Regions from separate parts of the Mus musculus genome. Here all the other regions are linked to region 1. Evidence: chromatin contacts called from public Hi-C, HiCAR-type and HiChIP or PLAC-seq data. All regions are on one chromosome and are shown on one strand. The core of a region is the stretch at or near the end of the contact, and the rest is flanking DNA. Distances in the headings are between cores, read along the strand shown. Region 1 holds the start of Atp1b1 (ATPase, Na+/K+ transporting, beta 1 polypeptide). Region 2 has its middle 92 kb from the start of Dpt. Region 3 has its middle 140 kb from the start of Dpt. Region 4 has its middle 87 kb from the start of Gm26685. Region 5 overlaps Nme7 (NME/NM23 family member 7).

Region 1 (4,239 bases), core at 1,048-3,547:
GATGGTGGAGACTGGCTGGGCAGGTGGAGCTTGAGGTGAGCCAGAGACAGAAATGGGTCCCACATAAGTGGGCTGAGATCATGTTCTCCCATGGCAACACTAGCTCTGGTGGGAACAGGGATGATTCTAAGGAACCTAAAGGGGGATGCTGCGATGGCCCTGCATGCCTGACCTGCGCAGAGCTGAGGAACTCACCTGAGAAGGGGAGAAATCTACCCAAGGAAGACCGGGCAAGGGCAAGAAAGTCAAGCAAGCTTGTCTCCCACTCCCCACTCCCAGTATAACTGGCATTTATCATACAAGTCGACAGCTAAGGGGCAGCACTTTTCTTTTCTTTTCTTTTCTTTTCTTTTCTTTCCTTTCCTTTTTCTTTTCCTCTTCTTTCTTTCTTTCTCTCTTTCTTTCTTTCTTTCTTTCTTTCTTTCTTTCTTTCTTTCTTTCTTTCTTTCTTTCTTTCTCAATAGTAAAGAAAGTTCTGATTTAAAACCTGCCACGATGAACTGTTTGCAAACTGTTCTGGGGGTTTGAGGTACACTGGCTATGAGGAATGGTCACCGCATCAGTCTTAAGAGTCCTCTTACTCACTTTTCTTTCTTCCTCAGATGTGTAATCCTCCTGCCTATCTCCAGTCTGGGATTATAGGCAGAAACCATCAAACTCCAGCCAAGTCTCATCCCTTTTGAAGCTACTTACACCCTACTTATTCCTTATGGTTTTTTTTTTCCTGATTCTGCCCACGGGGTTTCCTCCCTCATATATATATGAGGTACACACACACACACACACACACACACACACACACACACACACACCTCCCAGTGGTCTGGTCTGCGGAATCCCCTCCACAATGTAAGTTCTGCCTAGAGACAGTGGCATCAAATCTACAGGTACAGTCTCTTCTAATAGCTTACCAACCACAAACTTGGGTTTTTTCCAAAATAAACGCTGCAGGGGCAAAGCAGAGTGACTTCTTTCTCAACAAGCTGCTCTCACAGTTGTCCTTGACACAGTGGGTCGGCAGCCCCTGTGGACTCCATGAGACTCAGTTGCTATGTCTCCCCTGAATTTTGGGTATTTTAAGGTTTTCTTCAGTCTTGCAAGTGGGATTAATGAGAAAAAGCTCATTTTTGCATCCCTTCGGTTTTGTCCTTGGGCCTGCAAGATTGACCTTGAAAATGGCAGGGTGTCTTGGGAACCCATCTCTGTGTTGGGAAGGTCTTTGATAAGAAGCTAGCTCTTTGCGCGACCGGCCAGGTCGCTCCAGGGACAGGCTTTTCTGCAGCCACTGCAGAAGCCTCGCCATGTTTTCTGCTGTGTCATCACCATAAGAGCTGTGTGGAAAGCTGTTCAGGGGCTCGGTGGATGAAAATAAGGGCGGATTTTCAGCCAACAAGGATGGAAAGAATGGTCATGTCCAACACAGTGCTCTGCGACATCTTGACATGTGAGCTGGGTCTTCCCAAGTGCTCTGTCATTCCAAGAATTCTACAGTATAGGGTAGGGGTGCCCCCAGTGAGACAGAACAGTAAGCCAATGGGAATACCAGCCACAGACCTGGGCCAGGAGAGTCTTAGGTGGCTGGGTCACGTGCATAAATTGTTCCCCGGGGTCTAGACTGGCAGGAGCCACAACCGGTTCCCAGCTACAGCCCAGGGTGGGTTTGGCAATTGTCCGGATTGAGGTGGTTCAGGCCGCCCACAAGCACAGACCAGGAGTCAGGAACCGAGGCTGCCCGCTGGGCTGGCCTGCAGAAGAGGGACGGGCCGGAACTGCAACCGCAGTGGCAGAGAGTGCGAGGGGGCGGCAGGTGCATAAGCAGAGAGGCGGAGCAGAGCTGGGCAGAGTCACTAGCGTCCTGGAGTGACCTTCCCCCACCTGGCCATGGCCTAGGGGAGGTGGACCTGCAGTAAACCCCGACCAGTACGAAGGGGTAAGACCAGTACGAAGGAGTTGAGGTCTCCGAGGTTCCCAGAGAGCGATGCAGGTGCAGGCCACAGCATTGGCGAGCGGGGGCCGGGAGGACGAGGAGGATTGTCCAGGCACAGCTCGGGGCAGAGAGAGGGCCAGCAGAGCTGCGGGAGCAGTACTCACCCGCCCCCAGTCCCTCTCCGCACCCCTGCTGCGGTGCCAGCCCCTTTAGCTTTGCCGGCTCCTTTGTGCGGGGCCCCGCGCCCGCCCCTTCGGGGGCTCAGGCCCCGCCTTCTCGGCGCTGGCGATTGGCTTGCCGTGCCGCCGGTAGGCGGAGCTACGGATGGTGGAGGCGCGGTATATAGTAAAGGTAGGGCGTGCGCCCTCAGCCAATTTCTCGGCTCCTGGCCTGCGCGCCCGTGTGCCGAGCCCGCGCTCCACTCCGCTCGCCCTTCCCGGTGACTTTCCCTCCTTGTCCCTGGTCCATCTCGCCAGAGGTCACAGCAAGCAGAGTGGTGCAGCTACAGCTTGAAGCAGCAGCTGCGGGGTTCGCTGAGCCCCCCGGAAGGCGATCGGAGTGCGGGGAAAGCCCGAGAGCGGCCGCGCGCCCACCTCTAGGTGCGGGGCTCGGAGCCGCCCAGCCCGCGCGCGCCCTCCTCCCTCGTCCCTCCTCCCTCCGCCCCCGCCGCACCTCCCCCTCCTCCCGCTCTGCCTAGGCTGCTCCGCGGCGCGCCTCGCACTCGGAGAGCCGCAGCGGCAGCGGCGCGTCTCGCTTTCGGAGACAGAGCCGGGCCGCGGGGACACCGAGCAGCCGCCGCGAGGACGCCCAGGGCGCGCGCCGCACTCGCCCTCCCTCGGCCTCGGCCGCCACTGCTGAGCAGACACCATGGCCCGCGGAAAAGCCAAGGAGGAAGGCAGCTGGAAGAAATTCATCTGGAACTCGGAGAAGAAGGAGTTTTTGGGCAGGACCGGTGGTAGTTGGTGTAAGTACGCGCTCCGCGGCTCTGCCGTCGGCGCCTTGGCTTTTCTTAGGAGGCGCGTCTGTACGCGAGCACTGCGGACAGTTCGGCGCCCGCGGGGCTGACCAGGGTGTTAGGGAGTGGGTGGTAGGAGCTGCTAGGAGCGTGCGGCCCTGGGCTTGGCATCCAGTGACAAATGTGGGGGGTCCCCAGGATGCGCCTCGGGTGGGGAGCTGGAGCTAGGGTTTTGGGTATGGTAGGGATCTTCGTTTCCTAAGCCTTTCCTCCTGGGAAATTCGGTCAGGTTCCAGGAGCCTATGTATGTACCCTCCCTTTCCATCTCCCAAGACCTTAGAAAAACGAGATTTGGGGCCGTGAGCAGAACTCACGAGCGTACCTGTTCTAATGCAGACGATGCTGCGATAGATAGCATCATTCTTCCAGTCTAGAAATGTATCTAGAATGGATAGGAACGGGGAGAAGAAATGCATCCACACTGCAGTCCTCACACATTGCAGTCATCACAGCCCAGAAATGGCCCAGTGAGCTCCATTCATGGCTCGTTTTTTAAGCCTTGGCTAGACATGGTGTTTTTAAGCTCTTCATGATACAAACGAAGAAACAGGTTATATTAGAGCATTTCATGCAGCCTGTTGCTTCCTTGGCTGGACTCCCCCTCATACCCCATTGAAAATTACATACCGTGTTTGTTTTTTACCTCCTTACACTGGAAAGGTACTAGGTTTTTTTTTTTAAGGTCATTTTGAAGGGCATAGTTGTAGACAAATCCATGAGTCGTGACTGCGGAAGGGAGGGAGGGAACTCCCCTCTGCTGCATCACTGCCCCCCTCCTTCTCCAGTATCACCATCACCACCAGCTCCTCTACCTTCTCTCTCGCCTCCTTCCCCCTCCCACCCCTATAGCAGCAGCATTGCAGGAACTAAGGGAACCCTGAAAACTAACGATGCGATGCTGCGTTCCTGTGTGGGGAGGGTCTATGGAAATAGACTGGAGAATGAGTCAGGGAAAAGAGCGCTTGGCTGACATTTTGAAAAGGAAGAAGCTGGGATGTATGATTTTTTTTCCTCCTAAAGAAAAAAAAAATGCAGTTAGGGAGCCTCTCAAAAATAAAGGGTTAATAATGCATCATTCTTCAAGGTTATGAAGGTGACGCCTCATTCATTCCACGGTATTACCAGGGAGCATAGGCATCCCTGAGCCATGGGAAAATGGAGTCTTAAATGGATGGCTTTTTATTTCGCCTTATATTCCATTTTATTTGTGGAGACTGTCCTTCCATGGGAGTATGCCCGTAGCATACCCGTGTTTCTGTAACGTGGAAGGAGAGACCTGAAGAGATGTGAGGTTTGT
Region 2 (4,239 bases), core at 964-3,463, 250 kb before region 1:
GTAGTTTACGTCTCTAGGAGTTGGCTACAGTGAGTTCTCACTTTTTCTCTGACTTCCATTACCATTTTAAGTAAACCTTTTCATGATCCTTTCTTCTGCCACCGTGACAACAGTTGCCATGAGCATGTCACCAGAACTCACCGGAAGTGGCCAGTGTTCTTCTCAGATTCATCCATCAGATATTCCAAGGTGCCAGAGAGTGGTCAGTGCTGGCACTTGGGTTTATGGTAGGTCCTCAGGGAGCAAAGGAACATGCAAGGGATGGTTTATACAATGAGAAAGTGCAAAGACACAGCAGTGGACGAAAATTCCCCTCATCAGGAAGTGACACGGGGGAGTCAGGGTGCTTGCTGTTCTTTGACTGCTCTCCCGACGTTCATATGTTGAAAACTCAGTTCCCAAGTTTATGTTGATAGTATTTGAAGATAAAGCCTTCAGTGGGTAATTAAAATTAGATGAGGTCACAGACTGATATCTCTGTCTTCCTCTTTTCACCAGGAGGAGAAAGAGACCCTCGAGGACCCTGGCTCTATTTTACCTGCTGCCCTTGACCATGTGGTGATACTCAAATGACCATTCTGGATTCCTAGACCTTGGAACCAAAGCCAAAGAAACTTCTGTGCTTTATAAGTCACTCAACCAGGAATACTCAGTTATAGTAACAGAAAACAAAGCTAAGTCACGCAGGATGTAAGGAGATGAGCCCAGATAGAGATATAAGGCTACAGAATTAATCAGATGGAAAAATCACTCCTGTACCTGTTCATGTTAGAACTGCATCATGTTTTTATACTGGGAAAATGTATTAAATACATCCTCTGCCTGTTATAGAATGATGTAACCTCTCTTTTAGACCCATGCACATAAGTCTACCCCTAGCCACCTTTCGACCAGACATTACAGAATCAGTAGATAGTTGCTATTGCTCCAGAAGACAGATGATTTTTTTAAAGAGGATTTTATATTTTTGGAACGTTTGCTACGGGTTTTTTTTTTTTTCACTATAAAAGTCAGCACACATTTTAATTATAGAAAGTTAAATAGAGCTGAGCACAGAGATACGTGCTTTTCATTCCAGCACTAGAGACATTAAAATGGGGAAGTTTTGAATTAGGGTCAGCCTAGGCTACATAGCAAGTCCTCGGGTAACTTCAACGACATAATGAGTACTTGTCTCTCATCAAAGGAGAGAAAGACGGACAAGCAAAAGAAATGTAGAAATAACAGAAAGGTAAACTATAGCATAACAGAGAGAAATAAACATATGCACACCTTTCAAAAGTTCTTAAGATTTTGATTCGTCCTTTTGCCTGTACGCACCTCTTTTCCTTATTTACCCAAGTGTCAAGGCTGAGTTGATTTTTTTTTCCTTTTGTCTGTAGAGAAAGAAGTGGTTTAATGAGATTTCACCATAAATAGATAGCTACAAAGGTCATTCGACAGTGTTCATTGATTTTCTGTTATGTGTCGGCAGCACTGTGCTGAGCCCTGTAAAGGGTAGTAAACACAATACACGCAGCGCATGGCCATGTTGGTTGCCATGGCAATGTAAAGGCCCAGGAATAAACAGGCTCATTCTGGGTATGCCTAGCAAAAACTGCTTGCTGGCGCTCAACTTGTCCCTTTCCCTCTTGGTCTTGGAGTTGTTCGTTCGAGTGGCCACTTTGGAAGGCCTCACGGCTCTTGTCCTCTGAATACTTGTGTTTCTCAGATGAAGCAAACAGGGTATGTTCAAGGTCAAGCTTTGTCCTAGTTCCTAGACCCGCATTGACTTCGTGATGCTTCCCTTTCTCTGGCAGGCAGTGCTAGCCCCTGCAGTGTGCCCCCTACCTATCACTGTGGCATCCAGAAGAAAAGGGAAACCAGAGAATGGCTCTGTGTAAGTCACCAACCCTAACAGGCTGCTTCCTTCCTGCTACAGGGCTGAGAAGACACAGAACCAACAGAGGCAAACACCTCATGAAGAGGTGCCATGCGTTGTTTGCTTGTTTTGTGGGTTTTGTTTTGGTTGATTTTTTTTTGTTTTGTTTTTTTGTTTTTGTTTTTTTTTTTTTTTTTTTTTTTGGCTTACAAAAACAAAATGGTCACTGCTTCGTCCCAACCCAAACAGCCAATCGTCAGCAGCCGGGCAATCAATCAGGGAGCAGGTGAGTTAGAATCACCCACCTTTGCTCCACAATGAATGGAACAGCCAGTTCCTAAATCTCCACTGACAACCAGGTCGTCTCCATTCTTGGGCAGCGGAACACTTCAGTTATGAGTTAGAGGTCATCTTTATGAGTTAGGGGACTGCAGTTTTTGTAAAGTCTGTACCTAAATGGACTAACATTTACCTACATTGAGCCACTTGGAACAATTACAACTTATACATCACATCCTTGTAATGTGCTCAGACCAGAATCACCTAGGACCTGATTGGTATCGTTGTGAGACAGTACTGATGGGTAATTGAAGAACAGGCCTAGTACAAGGATCAGGAAATACTGGCGACTTTACCACAGTGGGGTTCAGAAAAGCTAGGAACTTCCAGACACGTGGGGAAAGCTATCTTCCTCTCCCTAGCTGTTTATCCTGGGAACATAAGGTTATTGTTACAGGAGCTGGAGGTTCCTTGAACTTTAGAGCTATTCAGGCAATCACGTGTCTCTGTCACCCCTACTAAATGCCTTTGGAACAGGGGAAAGTCATTTGTCTATAGTTAAACATTACACTAGCCATGCCTGCTTTGAATGGGCAAACAGTAAAACATGCAGCAAAGGGTGAGAGAAAACACTTGAACTTAGAACCAAAGGATACAAGTTAAAGTCCTTTTAGATGGTCTACCTTTGAGTCTGTACTGCTTCTCTCAGTTTAATACCAATATGTTTTCTGATACTCTCCCATATAAAATATACATTAGCTGCTTTTTTTTCTATCATAGAAGTGTGTGTGTGTGTGTGTGTGTGTGTGTGTGTGTGTGTGTGTGCCATATACAGAGGTGTATGAGTACTCACAAGCTCAGGTACATGTATAATTTTTATCTTTTTCATTAAACTGACTCTTGTAAGACCAAGACTTGACTCCCTAACTTACCTGACCGCTATAGCATGAGGCTGTGATCAGCATTTTGCGAGGACTCTTAGTAGGCTCAAAGTAGACAGTGTTTCATGAAATATAAACCTCTGGGTGATCATAAAGTGTGGTCCTGACATGCATAAATTATTTCATGAAAACCTCAGAGCGGATTGGCAGTCAACACTGGAGGTGGAGCTGAGATACTGATATGTTGATCTTCAGGGTTATATGTGTTAGTAGCTTCTCTAGTTAGAAAAATAAATGCATTCAATGCCAGGCAGCTCCTTTAGGATTTACCCAGGAGGCCCATGGACAGATGTCAGATGTCCACGGTAACTGAAGCCTCAAGCTATTGGTTACTATGCTGTCGTTGATATGAAATATAGCAAAGGCCGTGCTTACTTTTAGATAGCACCTACATTTTCAAAGATGTTTTTATTAATTATATTCCTCTTATTATAGTTCATGTTAGTTGATAGTTATTCATTACATTTGATGAATATAAAACATGTCGGAATTCACACTTGAAGGTGAGACTTAGCAGACTCCATCAGTCCTTTGCGAAATCTTCAGAGAACTATGGATGGGTAGGATGCCCTTCAGAATAGTTTCTTCAGTTAGAATCCTAGAAAAGCTTTTACCTGGGGCATCTGGCTTCAGTATCCTACTTACTGCCACTCCTCAATCAGTCACTGAGTTCCAGTACATGGCTGAAAAAGAGACTAACTACTGGCTTGCCACTAAAAGAGCTATGTGACTTTGAACGGTCACTTACCTCTTCTGAAAGTCATTTCCTTCCTTATGGCTTTGGAAGAACGTTGTATTTCAGACTTGTGCATGTTAAGAGCAACTAATGACATGTGAAATTTCTTTGTAGAAAGAATTATCATCACTTGTTTTTCTGTTGCTAGGCTGCAACATTCTGACTTAAAGAAACTTGGAGAGTGGAGAGAAGAGGAGCTATTTGGCTTACACCTCTAAATCAGTCTATCATTAAGGGATACCAAGGTAGTAACTCAAGTTGGGAACATGGGAGCAGGAACTGAAACAGAGACTATAAGAATTGCTAATTATTGAGCTGCTTCCTTATACAACCCAGAACCACCAGCCCAAGGATGCCGCTATCCACAATGGTCAGAGCCCTCCTCCATCAAGACAATGTCCCACAGACATGTCCATAGGCCA
Region 3 (4,239 bases), core at 900-3,399, 190 kb before region 1:
AGAAAGAAAGAAAAGAGGAAGGAGTGAAGGAAAGAAGGAAGGAAGGAAGGAGGAAGGAAGGAGGGAAGGAAAACAAACAAACAAACAAACAAACACAGTATTTAGAACATTTGCAGAGTCACAACCCAGTTTCTTCAACAGGTCAAGTATGTTCTAAAAGCAAAAATTTTTAAAGCTTTACAAGCAAATGAAATAATTGAATCTCACTTTGACCCCATTTTCAATAAATCAATTATAAAGTCTCTTTTGAGTAGTTGCTTGAGTGTGAAGGTAGGCTTGAAGTTAGGCACCATTGACTCTAGCCAGGGACACAGTGAAGCTGCCTGCAGATCTTGACCACTCCAGCTCCTCCAAGACCATTTCCCCAGCCTTATCCACAGCTCTGTGGCAGGCCTCCTGCTGAGGCCTCCCTTTTCCCCTCCCCTACCTCTAGTGGACCATGCATATCTTCCCTTCTCATTGCCCAATCCCTTCCAACTCCAGCAGGCATTCATTCCCTAGGAACCCTCAGGCCACTCCAGCCATTCCCCCAAGTCCAATCCCCAGGCTCGTCATCAGGTCTGTAGCAGGCCATTTGCTTCAGCCTCCTCTCACTCTCTGTCCCTATTCTCCGGGGACTAAGCAGATCTAGGGAAACACCCTCATTTCCTCCTTCCTGTGAACCCCCTTAGCACCACCCCACCCCATCCCCATTACTAAATGTCAGCCCCCAATACCTAGAAATACATTCTACCCAGTGGCTACACCTATCAGCTCTCCTGAGAACCAGAGAGGACAACAGAAACTAAGGACCAAAACACCTGCCCATCAAAGACAAGACCAGATACTTTTAAAGAGACAGTTGCCTGAGTCCAGCCATCTCAGGAACAGCTTCCACTTTGATGACTGGATTAAAACTGAGTTCATATTCCCAGGCCCCAGAACCTACCTGCTATCCTGCTTCTTCAGGTGTTTCATGCTTGTCTGTTAACCAGGAAGAGGGGAGTTGCTGATTATCTAAACTAAGATCCGTGAGTTGTAAATGTATTGCCTGTTATGACTTAATTAACTTGCCCCAGATTCCTTTTTTTCTCTTATCATTTTGAGTTCTGGGACAGAAGTTCAGGAGGAGGCCTGACCATCAAAGCTATGAGTTAAGGACCCTGAAACCAGGTGACCCAGATGGGGCCCAGTCATCAACATTTACTTCCTTGCTCAACCTTGTGTCAAAATACAATTAGACAATGCTACATTCTACTTTGGTCTTCTTCAATTTGTGGTTCAATCCTTTAAAAATGATGTACAATTTCCCTTCAGGGTTTCAGTTTGGCTCCCAAGTCTATTCTGCTGCCCTGATCAATCAGTAGCAGCCTGAGTATAATGAAATTTTGTCATCTGTTTAAATACTTGCTAAGATGAATGTTCAAAACCAGCTACTGACTGGTCAGTTTTTGCTACCTAATTCAAATAAAGATCATGCTTTGCTGGATTCTCCTGATTGCTTGGGCTGTTTTGGTTTTTCAGACCCAAACAATATCAGCACCTAAGTCAGTTCCAGGGAAAAAAGAAGTTTCTGAGCAGCTGAGGATGCTCCAGTGTGCATGGTGTTGAATGCAATCTTCCCAAACTCAGGTCCCTACATGCCAGCACAAAAACACAGTCAATGACAGGATAAGATGTCTCCACAAGAGCCCAGCAAACCTAACACAGCAGGCCCTGAGTATTGCAACATAGCTGAAGCACATGAAAAAAGATCTTAAATAGCCTTTGTGAATATTCTATGGATTCTTTTTAAAATTGAAAATAGACTGTTTTCTCATACAATATATGCTGATTATAGTTTCCTCTCGCTCCATTCCTTCCAGTTCCTCCCAATTGGTCACCTTTCTGTCTCTCATTAGAAAAGAGCAGGTTTCTAAGAGATAACAACCAAACATGACAAATGAAATCTAATAAGACGAAGCAAAAACTTTCATATTGAAGTTGGATAACAGGAGGAAAAGAGTCCAAAGAGTAAGCAAAAGAGTCAGATGTCCTCTCACCCGCAGAGCCAGGAGTCACAATAAAACACTAATAACTATAATATATGCACAGGGGACCTGGGGATGACTCTGATAGGGGTTTCTTAAAGAGGAAATGAGTAAATCCCTAGAGAAATCTGTGAACACACAAATAGAAGGAAGTGGTTATACAATTCAAGCCCTGAAAGTGCAAATAGAATCAATAAGGGAACTCAAAGTGAGAGAAAGCAAGAAAACAAAAATTGAGGAACTCAAACAGGAACCTCAGAGGCAAGCTTCACCAACAGAACACAAGAGATGGAAGCAGAGGCAAGCTTCACCAACAGAACACAAGAGATGGAAGCAGAGGCAAGCTTCACCAACAGAACACAAGAGATGGAAGAGAGAACCTCAGACATTGAAGACAAGATACAAGATATGAATACCTCAGTCACAGTAAATATTAAATCTTTAAAAAAAATTCTGGCATTATGAAAAGACTTGAACTAAGAATAATAGGAATAGAGAAAGAAGAAGAAATCTAGGTTACCTAGGTCAAAGGCACAGAAACTATTTTCGACAAATTCATGGGAAAAAAACAAAAGAAGGAGATGTCTATCAAAGTATAAGAAGTATACAAAACAACAAATAGACTGGACTAGAAAAGAAAGTCCCCCTGACAAATAATAATCAAAATATTAAACATTCAAAAAAAGAAATAACATTAAAAAGCTGCAAGGGGAAAAGAACAAATAATATATAAAGCCAGACCTATTAAAACAATACCTGACTTTCCAGTGGGGACTCTAAAAGCTAGAAGGGCATGGATAGATACTCTACAAATTCTTAAAACACCAAGATGCCAGCCCAAATTGCTCTACCCAGCAAAACTTTCAATCACAGTAAGTGGAGAAAATAAGATATTTCATGATAAAACCAAATTTAAGCAATATCTATCTATAAATCCAGCCCTACAGAAGAGCTAGAAGGAAAACCAATGTAAAGAAGTTAACCCCACCCAAGAAGTCACCTGGAATAAATAATCTCAGAACAACAAATCAAAAGACAGGAAAAACACACACACATACAGACCACTATCACAACAATAACAAAATAATAGGAATCAACAAACATTTCTCATTGATATCTCTCAAAGTCAGTGGTTTCAATTCCCCAATAAAAGGACTAACAGAATGAATGCAAAAACAGGACCCATCCTTCTGCTGCATGCAAGAAACACACCTTAATGTCAATGCTAGACAGGGAAAAAAGAATGTAAAAAGATATTTCAAGCAAATAGACCTAAGAAGCAAACTGGCATGGTCATTTTAATATCTGTAAATAATAGACTTTAAACCAAAGCTAACTGACATTATAAACCAATTGGATCTAACAGATATTTACAGAACATTTCCCCAAGTATAAAAGAATTTGCCTTCTTCTCAGCACCTCATGGAATTTTCTCCAAAAGTAAACACATACCTGAACACAAAGCAAATTTCAACAGATACAAGAAAATTGAAAGAACACCTTATATCCTATCTGACCACCACCAATAAAAGCTGGATATAAACAACAACAGAAACAAGAGAACTCTTACAAACTTGTGGAAACAAAATAACTCACTACTGAATAAAAAGTGGGCCAGGACAGAAATTAAGAGAGAAATTAAAACTTTCTACAATTGAAGGAAACTGTATCCACAACATACCTAAACTTATGGTACCCAATGAAGGTGGTTCCAAGAGATAAGTTCATAGTACTGAGTACCTATATTTTTTAAAAAATGAAGAGATTTTATAATAGTAATAGAACATCTTGAAGTTCTATAACAACACTAAAAAAATCCAGATAGGTAGATGGCAAGAAATAATCAAACTCAGAGCTGAAATCAAGAAAACAACAACAACAAAGACAATAAAAAGAATCAATGAAACAAAAAGTTGGTTCTTTTTAAAAAAATCAATAAGATTGACAAAACTTTATCCAAATTAACTAAAAATAGAAAGAAAATATTCAAATTAACAAAATTGGAAATGAAAATAGAGATATAACACCAAAGAAATCCAGAGAATCATAATAATAATTACTTTAAACACCTGTACTCCACCAAATTGGAAAATCTATAAGAAGTGAATAATTTTCTCAATAAACACCACTTAGAAAAGTTAACCCAAGATCAGAGAAGAAATTTAAATAGACCTATAACCCCTAGTGAAATAGAAGCAGTCATTAAAAGTCTAACAACAACAACAACAAA
Region 4 (4,239 bases), core at 703-3,202, 130 kb before region 1:
ACAATTAAACTCACTAGTTTGCCAACCTAGATTTTGTTGGAATCATTATTTTGGTCTGTTATTGGTTCCCTATCAGGGATGAAGTAGCCATTTCTTCATGTTTCCCCAGAAGATGTCCCCCCAAGAAATAAGTACTCTTGCTCCCTGCCTTCCAGTCATCTCTGCACTCCGTTCTGGTCTACTCTCCAGTGTCACCTGAATTATCCTTTCCTTCTCATCCATGTGTTATCTGACCTCAAACCCATCAAGCCTGTTCTCGAGGTCTGTGCAAGTTTGGACCAGGAGTTGACTTACTGTTGCCTCTTGTATTCGTTTCCTAACATTGCTGTAACAAGGGTCAGGAAACAATACAAATTTATTATCTCAGTTTTGAAGGTCAGCGATCTGGGGCAGGTGGCAGCGGGATGAAATCGAATGTTGGAGAGATTAATTTCTTTCTAGAAACTCCACAAAAGAGCACTCCCTTGCATTTCCAGGTCTTAGTTGGAACCCATGCTCCTTGGCTCATAGACTCTTGCTCCACCATCAAATCCCACACTGACATGCGAGTTCTTCCCACTCTGCATCACTCTGTCTCCCTTCCTCCTTGTTTAAAGAACCTTGTGACTTTGTTGGAGCCCCTCAGATAATTCATGGCAATCTCTCTATTTTAAATTTAGTAATCTAACAAAGGTAACTGTATTTTCAACATTAGCTACTCTTACCTTTGCAATACAACATCTCCCAGCTTGTGAACATGGCAGGGAGGCTATTTCTCTACCTCATTTTATTCCTAAGAGTATTTCCAAAGTTCAGTCAGACAGACTGAAAAGTCTTCAACTGCTAAAACAGCCTGTGAGAATCATCTGATTTTGGTCAGGTTGAAAGAAGTGAAGTGGGGGGAGGGGATGTCCCTTGACAATAAAGCTTCATTTTAAAGGGGCATAAAATTTGAAATCAAATGACCATATGATTAAATCCCTAGCTTTTGTAACCTATGAGTTTTGTAGCATTGATAAACTAACCTCAATTTCTCCAAATCTCCATTCCCTCAGCACTAATTTGAGTATATTTATTGTGCAGTCTTTCTCAATGCTGAAGTAAAATAATTGCAGTAGAAGGCCTGGCTCATAGGTTCTCTATAGATGCTAATTTCCTTCCTCCACAAAATATACTAGTTTCTGCCTCCCATTGGGGAGGCCATTGAACCTCACAGCCACTTGCATTGATACCTCACCAATCAGTCAACATGCACTGAGAACTTATGTCATACATGGGAAGCTAGAGAATCTGAGGATGACATTCAACACACAGTGTCGACCTAGTTAGGGAATCTATGTGTGAATGCACAAAAGGTTAGGTCACAGTAGCAGATGGTTGTCACCACCACAATCATAAAGCTCCCGCTAACGAACTGCCTTGTGTTTCATACTGGTTGCGTTTGAGAGGTGAAGATTCTACACTAGACCAATATGAGATGATACCACGACAGGCAGCAGGCGGATTTATGAGGGCTTGGAAAGAGGAGCTGTGGTTAGGAAACCTGTGAGATACAGGGAGGTGTTCTCACTGAGCAAATCCCTTGGATTCTCTCCTCAGCGACCTTCAAAGGTCTTGTTTACTTGCTGGGAAGCGTCTAGTCTGAGACAGGGTAAGTAAGACACAAAAATACCATCCCTAAACACTGCCATCTCCCACCTCCTCCCTCTGACAGCCTACCCTCCTTGCCAAGTCCCTCCCTCCTCCCTCCCCTATCTCAACATGATACAAAACAGCCTTTCTTCTTTCTGGGATTAGTTAGAAGCAATGCCCTATAATTATAGCCATCTTATCTCCTTTGAATTCACCAAAAATTACCCCTTTCCTTTAGATCAGCACCATCGCCACATGATAGATGCTATTGGTAAGCTTTGTGCAATGGTGAAATGTTGTTTTCTTAAAGTGACATCTGCTCCAATAGACTAATGTTCCGATCTGACTGACTCATTTGGTGGGAACATGTCCACATGCCAATGTGAATAGGCGGATGGGGAGGGACACAGGATGAGTGAAGCATCTGGCAGAATATTTTTTAGGATTTTAGATTTAAAAAAATAAGACTGTTCAATTTCCTATGGAAGACCAGTACGCAGTTGTCACAGCAGGAATAATACTCAGCCATACGATGATGTCTGAAGTGTACCACGTCTCAGGGTTGGAGAAATGCCCTGCTTCCCAAAAGCACTTTGACTCACCGAGGGGTCCTCATCTGTGGTCCCTTGTCCTCCCTGACCTACATCACCTCAGTTATCTCTACCTGTGCTCTTCTCCAGACCTGGGATCCATATTGGAATTCATGTCCATGGAAGTCTGCAGCCCTGCAGTGATAAGTGTTACTTTCTTTATGATGTCACCTCTAGATAAAGCTGAGCTCTGACTTCTCACAGCTTGGGTGTTTAATACAAGAAAATGATTTCAGATAGTGAAAGACGCAAACCCAAGAGCATGGTAAAGCAACTTAGGAACCAACGAACATTCAAGGAGTTGGTACCACCTATGGACTAAAAAGACAAAAAAGGCAGAGTCCCTAGAACCTATAGGGCATTGAGGGTTGGGTCACACACATAATACAGCTACCACTACAGTCATAGCACGAAGCAAAAGCAGATGGGAGAAAATATCCCAGCTTCACCCTTCCTCTAGCCTGCTATCTTACACTGGGGTGAATCCTTGAAAACATGCAAGCAAAGGGACCTAGAAGAAATAGCCTACAGGACTCTGCTATATGATAGAGAAACAAAATAAATAGGAATAGATCTAAAGCCAAGGATGTTGAAGGCCAACAGCATCCCTGAGTTGTGGATACACATTTTCTATGGCTGTGACCACACTGTCTCATCATTACTTGTGGTGTGGGTGAGAAATGTCCCCCATAGGCTGTGTAATTGAATACTTCATCTTCAGTTGGTAGCTGTTTAGAAAAGTTATGGAACTTTAAGAAGGCAGAGCTTTGCTGGGGGAAGTAAACACATAAATGGGAACTGCCTCTGAGTTTTTACAGCCTGGACGTCTGCTCTTTCTCTCTCTGTCTGTCTCTGTCTCTCTCTCCCCCATCTCTGTTTCTCTCTGTGTTTCTCTGTCTTTCTCTGTTTCTCTCCCTCTGTCTCTCTCCCCCCTTGTGTGCAGATGAAATGTGACTCAACAGTATTGAGTACTGTATTATGTGTATGTACCTCAACAGGTACATTGGTGTAAAGGTATCTCTGCACTGTCAATTGTTGATTGCTGTACTAGCCCAGAGCTAGCAGAATCTTGGCATTGTTGTTATTGATGTTCCTATGGCTCATAACCAGCCTCATGGTTTGTAAACTCTCTTCCTCTCTCAACTGTTGATTGCCTTAAGAAAACTCTGTCAGCCAATAGCTAGGCAGGAAAGGGAAGGCAGGACTTCCATTCTGAGCGAGGATCTCTGGGAGATGATCTCTAGGAGATGGAGGGGGTTGGGCATCCTGGCACTGAGAGAGAGATTCAAGGGTTAGACTCTGATGGCGTTTCCCCAAATATCTCACTAAAATTACAATGTCAAAATACTACCAAAAGCCATGCTTCTGTGCTAGGAAAGGTAGCACTGTCCATCTGATGAGTCCAGGAGTATAATCTCCCACTGGTGTCAGAATGAACATTTTATTTGTACTTCTGGGAAGAACCCATAAGAAAGAAAAAAAGACCACAATAGAGAGTCGGGGAACATGGGAGGCATTAAGGACGGGTCAGCAGGAAGGGGCTGGAGGGAGGGGAGGGAGGGGGAAAGTAATGTACTTCTATTTCAATTAAAATCATATTTCAAAATGTTGAGAAAAAAAACTAATTGTGCGCTAGGATAATAAGATTCAGTTAGATGAGCTAGCTAGGAGGTAGCCCAAGCTAAACGCCTAAACTCTTATAAATATTATAAGTTTCTACATCGTTACTTAACCACTGGCAGGTCCAGAAAGTCCTGTTATATGTGACCACAGTATTTCCTGTCTTCTGGGCAGGCTTCTGACTCCTGATGTCCCACCTTTACTGAATAACGGGTTGTCTGGAACTTTAAACCAAAATAAAGCCTTTCTTTAACTTATTTTTGACAGGGTATTTTATTACAGCAACGTAACTAGTACTCACTAGTGTAAGTGTGTTTCATATTTCTTTCCTTCCTTCCAGCTGGGTGGAATACGGATGTGATGGTGACACAACCATCCTGAGCCACAAAATTCAAGGTGTTCTTTGAGGACAAATAAC
Region 5 (4,239 bases), core at 570-3,069, 130 kb after region 1:
GTGTGCATGGATGTGTGTGTGATCCTGCAGGCTGGTCACAGTGTGCATGGATGTGTGTGTGTGTTATCCTGCAGGCTGGTCACAGTGTGCATGGATGTGTGTGTGATCCTGCAGGCTGGTCACTGTGTGCATGGATGTGTGTGTGTGTGATCCTGCAGGTGGTCACGGTGTACATGGATGTGTGTGTGATCCTGCAGGCTGGTCACTGTGTGCATGGATGTGTGTGTGTGTTATCCTGCAGGCTGGTCACAGTGTGCATGGATGTGTGTGTGATCCTGCAGGCTGGTCACTGTGTGCATGGATGTGTGTGTGTGTTATCCTGCAGGCTGGTCACAGTGTGCATGGATGTGTGTGTGATCCTGCAGGCTGGTCACAGTGTGCATGGATGTGTGTGTGTGTTATCCTGCAGGCTGGTCACAGTGTGCATGGATGTGTGTGTGATCCTGCAGGTGGTCACGGTGTGCATGGATGTGTGTGTCTCAGTGTCTTTACGTGTCCCTTGAGCTTTTCTTTGGAACTTTTTCTGTTTGTTTTGTCATATTCTGGTTTGTTTTTATTTTATGCCTGCTTGTATTCTAATGAAAGAGAGAAAGAAAGGGTGTAGGAGGAATATCTAGAAAGAGTTGGGGTAGGGGAAACTGTAATCAAAATCTGTTGTATGGAAACAATATAATTTTCAATAAAAAATAAATTAAAAAAATACATCCCAAATGCCATTTCAAAATCAACCATACAGAAAGGCAGCTTCAGTCTTCTCCCCGTCCCATAGGAAATAATTTTGCTAACTTTTAAGCAAACAAAGGTTATTTACCAGTGTGTGAGCTCCCATGTATGAATGGACAGTCATGCACATGCATGCAAGCCAAAGGTGACCTCAGACCTGGTTCTCGGGAGCTATCCCCCTTACCTGCATTGTTTGCTCTGTTTTGTTTTGTTTGGGGGAGGTTCTTTGGTTTTCAGGCAAGGCCTCTCAGGGTTTCTCTGTGTAGCCCTGGCTGTCCTGGAACTTCCTTTGTAGACCAGGCTGACCTCAAATTTAGAGATCCACCTGCCTCTGCCTCTCTGCCTCTGTCTCTCTGCCTCTGCCTCTCTGCCTCTGTCTCTCTGCCTCTGCCTCTCTGCCTCTTTCTGCCTCTCTGCCTCCCTCTCTGCCTCTCTCTGCCTCTCTCTCTGCCTCTTTCTGCCTCTCTCTGCCTCTCTCTCTGCCTCTTTCTGCCTCTCTCTGCCTCTCTGCCTTCTCTGCCTCTCTCTCTGCCTCTCTGCCTCTCTCTCTGCCTCTCTCTCTGCCTCTCTGCCTCCCTCTCTGCCTCTCTCTGCCTCTCTCTCTGCCTCTTTCTGCCTCTCTGCCTTCTCTGCCTCTCTCTCTGCCTCTCTGCCTCTCTCTGCCTCTCTCTGCCTCTGCCTCTCTGCCTCTCTCTCTGCCTCTCTCTGCCTCTGCCTCTCTGCCTCTCTCTCTGCCTCTCTGCCTTCTCTGCCTCTCTCTCTGCCTCTCTGCCTCTCTCTCTGCCTCTCTGCCTCCCTCTCTGCCTCTCTCTGCCTCTCTCTCTGCCTCTCTGCCTCTCTCTGCCTCTCTGCCTCTGCCTCTCTGCCTCCCTCTCTGCCTCTCTCTGCCTCTCTCTCTCTGCCTCTCTGCCTCTCTCTGCCTCTCTGCCTCTGCCTCTCTGCCTCTGGAATACCAGATCAAAGATGTGCACCACCACACCTGGCTCACCTTATAATCTGAGACAGGACTTCTCACTGAACCTGGGGCTTACCCACTGAGCTAGACCACACAGCTAGCAAGTCCACAATCTGCTCCCACAGAGCTGGGATTACGAGGAGGCACCGCCATGCCTGACTGTTCACCTGCCCGCTGAGGGTCAGATTCTCATGCTCACACAGCACGCGCATTACCCACGGAACCATCTTTCCAGTCCTCAGTTACCATTTCAACAGATCCGTCTGTGGGGTAAAACAGCAGCTCATAGCGTCGGAGCAATGAAGCATTTGGATCATACCACTCTGCAATGAAAGCGAATCTCTCGCTCTGATTCTGTGAAGGAAAACAAAGAATTTTATCAGTACCGTATAAGCACTCTAAGGACTTCCAAATATTTACACAAACAAATCTTTGCTATTATACTCAAGTACTCTTTTCTTAGAAATTTGTCCTGCTAGTTTCTGATTAAATACACTTGTGTATTTCAAAGGTCAGTTTAATCATCTCTTCAAGGCCAGTCAATTGTCTCCATTCAGTCAGCAGTCTTTGGAACTCGAGCTCGGGATCCGACTACTTTAACAACTCATGCTTGGTCCGCAGTCAAGTTTACTTCAAAATTATCAACAAGCTACTAAGAGACTCCATTGCTAGAAGTTTTAATATCTTAAACTCAGGAGTTTGGCAAGTGTAGACTATTGCACTAATGTGTAAATGTCTCTCCTCTCAGTAGTTGCACAGCTGTATCATCTTGTAAAAACAGCAGGGGAGAGTGTTCGCCTCTGAGAAACAGAAGCGAGACAGGCCTCTGTTCACTCCTCTCAGATGAGGAAGCTCCAGACAGAACAACTGACGAGGTGATTTCCACTGTTTTCAAAAGCTTCAGACACTCCTAAGCTCTCAGGTAGGGATTCTTCGAGTTATGACGTAGAGTTTACAATAGAAACTACAGGCAGAGAGGTACCCTGTGTGTCATCTGGAAAAAATAGCCAGTTTCCTCTATAACCATGACTTGCCTCAGTGAAACACACACACACACACACACACACACACACACACTCCCAGACCTTACTCATTTTCAAAATTTTACTTTTCAATTTCATTGAGCCATGTCTATCAAAAAAGATGATTTCTCATTTTCCAGGTGATACCAATGTTTGGTTTGGCTTTGTTCAAACCCTTCATTTCATAGATAAAGAAACTGAGTTCCACAGGATACACTCGACCAGCGTAATATCGCAAAGCCTGTCATGTGACTGAGCTAAACCCAGGAACTGCACCCTGCTTTCTCCAGGTCTGGCCTTGTAGGTGAACTCCAGGAGAAACTGATTCTCGTAGGACACCCAGAGAGCAGAGCCACCCTGAGTTAGTTCCATAATGTGTCCAATGGTTACAGGAATAATCTCATCCCATCTTCACTGAACATTTCCATTTCTCTCAGAAATACTTTATAGAGAATATTCAAACATTACATTATAGTGAAAAAATTCTGCTTTTAAAAAAAAATTGTTTTGGTTTTGATAGTGGTGGGATTAAATTCAGGCTCGTTCACTAGCTAAGCCCAAAACTGTTTCTTAGAGCGGCTGAATCAGAAGCAGGGTGGCTGTGGAACGCTGGGCTCCTGCATACCCGCCAGCTCCTCATTAGTCAGAGCAGCTGGGATCACTCCAGCATCCTGAGGGGGCCTGTTGATGTTCCCCCACAGAAGGAGCATGGGAGGAGGGACATCAGATCTCCATCTGAGATTCCAGCTACTTCCTGAGCAGCATCCCCCCTCCCAGTTGTATATAATTATGCCCCATGCACATAAGACCCTGGGGGGTTGTGAGCTGCAGAACACACATCACAGCAGGTAAACTGAAGGAGGCTCTGCCTATGCATCTGCGGGAAGCTCACACAATCACAGATACTCTGTCTAATAATTGGGCAGCAATTTTCTTTTTAAATTGTATAATTCCATCGGTTATATAATGATTTGTTTTATACTCTGAACTTAACAAAATAGGCAAGGCATTTCATATTGAAAAAGATCATCAATAACACCAATTGGTATGAAATTCCTATGAACAAATTATAGCTATGAGAAATTAACTGCTGTGTTTTGGTTTCATACAGAAATCAAAGGTGTTATGAAAATAGCAAAGCCTTCACATTCACACAGTTAATGTTTTATGGATTTTAAATTGTAATTTACTGTTTAGAGACAGGGCCTCATATAGCCTTAGTCATATAGCCAAGAGTGGGAGTGCTGCTTGTCCCTGCCTCTACTTTTTAAGTGCTGGAGTTACACAAAGTTTATGCCAGGCTCGGCATAAACTTTAAAGTCATATTATCTACTGTACTTATTAGCAGTGTATTTATCTAAAACAGAAAGCCTAATGCCACATAGCTACCCTAAAACTAAAAAACAGTTACAGCTATGTTTACAGGGCCAAACAGGAAAACCTAAGAACTCTATCAAGGCTTATGACAAAAATGACTTGTATTTTATTTAAAAGGAATAAATATGTGCAGCATTTCAGTTCAAGGATTTCTGGTATCAA

What was found. A called contact is a pair of places that touch in the nucleus more often than the background predicts. HiCAR-type assays count read pairs that join an accessible place to other places. HiChIP or PLAC-seq counts read pairs in DNA pulled down with a chosen protein or histone mark.
Region 2: a contact with region 1 is called in a HiCAR-type map of kidney, with 5 times the contacts expected there. The contact joins the enhancer-like site here to the promoter of Atp1b1 in region 1. A contact is called at or near these places in 9 of 39 promoter capture datasets (the 3T3-L1 cell line, the C10 cell line, the HPC-7 cell line and 4 more), 3 of 484 Hi-C or Micro-C datasets (all in liver), 10 of 115 datasets of contacts at active chromatin or transcription factors (VIP interneurons, astrocytes, extraembryonic endoderm stem cells and 7 more) and 2 of 9 other capture datasets (embryonic stem cells and liver).
Region 3: an HNF4G HiChIP or PLAC-seq map of pancreatic cancer cells shows a contact between it and region 1. The contact joins the enhancer-like site here to the promoter of Atp1b1 in region 1. A contact is called at or near these places in 5 of 39 promoter capture datasets (the 3T3-L1 cell line, hippocampal neurons, liver and 2 more), 1 of 15 datasets of contacts at CTCF or cohesin (large pre-B cells), 2 of 484 Hi-C or Micro-C datasets (both in embryonic stem cells), 5 of 115 datasets of contacts at active chromatin or transcription factors (embryonic stem cells, forebrain, large pre-B cells and 2 more) and 4 of 9 other capture datasets (adipose tissue, embryonic stem cells, liver and 1 more).
Region 4: a Hi-C map of ventral hippocampal neurons shows a contact between it and region 1, with 4 times the contacts expected there. The contact joins the enhancer-like site here to the promoter of Atp1b1 in region 1. A contact is called at or near these places in 8 of 39 promoter capture datasets (the 3T3-L1 cell line, 3T3-L1-derived adipocytes, cranial neural crest and 5 more), 12 of 484 Hi-C or Micro-C datasets (B cells, cerebral cortex, cortical neurons and 5 more), 12 of 115 datasets of contacts at active chromatin or transcription factors (the 230-238 cell line, astrocytes, embryonic stem cells and 5 more) and 4 of 9 other capture datasets (adipose tissue, embryonic stem cells, liver and 1 more).
Region 5: a Hi-C map of granulosa cells shows a contact between it and region 1, with 1.7 times the contacts expected there. The contact joins the enhancer-like site here to the promoter of Atp1b1 in region 1. A contact is called at or near these places in 6 of 39 promoter capture datasets (the 3T3-L1 cell line, hippocampal neurons, liver and 1 more), 15 of 484 Hi-C or Micro-C datasets (Sertoli cells, adipose-derived mesenchymal stem cells, cardiomyocytes and 11 more), 7 of 115 datasets of contacts at active chromatin or transcription factors (astrocytes, embryonic forebrain, embryonic hindbrain and 3 more) and 2 of 9 other capture datasets (adipose tissue and pancreatic islet).

What each region holds. Positions count from the first base shown.
Region 1 is chr1:164,456,413-164,460,651 of GRCm38.p6, reverse strand. It overlaps Atp1b1 (ATPase, Na+/K+ transporting, beta 1 polypeptide), which reads left to right and starts at 2,297. Exons shown (of 6, transcript NM_009721.6): 1 at 2,297-2,891. The coding sequence starts at 2,795. It overlaps Gm32391 (predicted gene, 32391), which reads right to left and starts at 2,129. Exons shown (of 4, transcript NR_168343.1): 1 at 912-2,129.
Region 2 is chr1:164,702,180-164,706,418 of GRCm38.p6, reverse strand. No RefSeq gene overlaps it. Among named protein-coding and RNA genes, the nearest start is that of Dpt, 92 kb to the left of the region's middle. Within about 2 kb of position 2,213, at least 69 of the 459 cell types and tissues checked have an H3K27ac peak or open chromatin away from gene starts, as enhancers often do. A contact at or near this core is called in VIP interneurons, forebrain, hippocampal neurons and 2 more, where this site is marked.
Region 3 is chr1:164,650,356-164,654,594 of GRCm38.p6, reverse strand. No RefSeq gene overlaps it. Among named protein-coding and RNA genes, the nearest start is that of Dpt, 140 kb to the left of the region's middle. Within about 2 kb of position 2,149, at least 14 of the 459 cell types and tissues checked have an H3K27ac peak or open chromatin away from gene starts, as enhancers often do. A contact at or near this core is called in pro-B cells, where this site is marked.
Region 4 is chr1:164,587,999-164,592,237 of GRCm38.p6, reverse strand. No RefSeq gene overlaps it. Among named protein-coding and RNA genes, the nearest start is that of Gm26685, 87 kb to the right of the region's middle. Within about 2 kb of position 1,952, at least 26 of the 459 cell types and tissues checked have an H3K27ac peak or open chromatin away from gene starts, as enhancers often do. A contact at or near this core is called in cerebral cortex, cortical neurons, forebrain and 2 more, where this site is marked.
Region 5 is chr1:164,326,086-164,330,324 of GRCm38.p6, reverse strand. It overlaps Nme7 (NME/NM23 family member 7), which reads right to left. Exons shown (of 14, transcript NM_138314.4): 4 at 1,925-2,032. Among named protein-coding and RNA genes, the nearest start is that of Nme7, 21 kb to the right of the region's middle. Within about 2 kb of position 1,819, at least 19 of the 459 cell types and tissues checked have an H3K27ac peak or open chromatin away from gene starts, as enhancers often do. A contact at or near this core is called in granulosa cells, where this site is marked.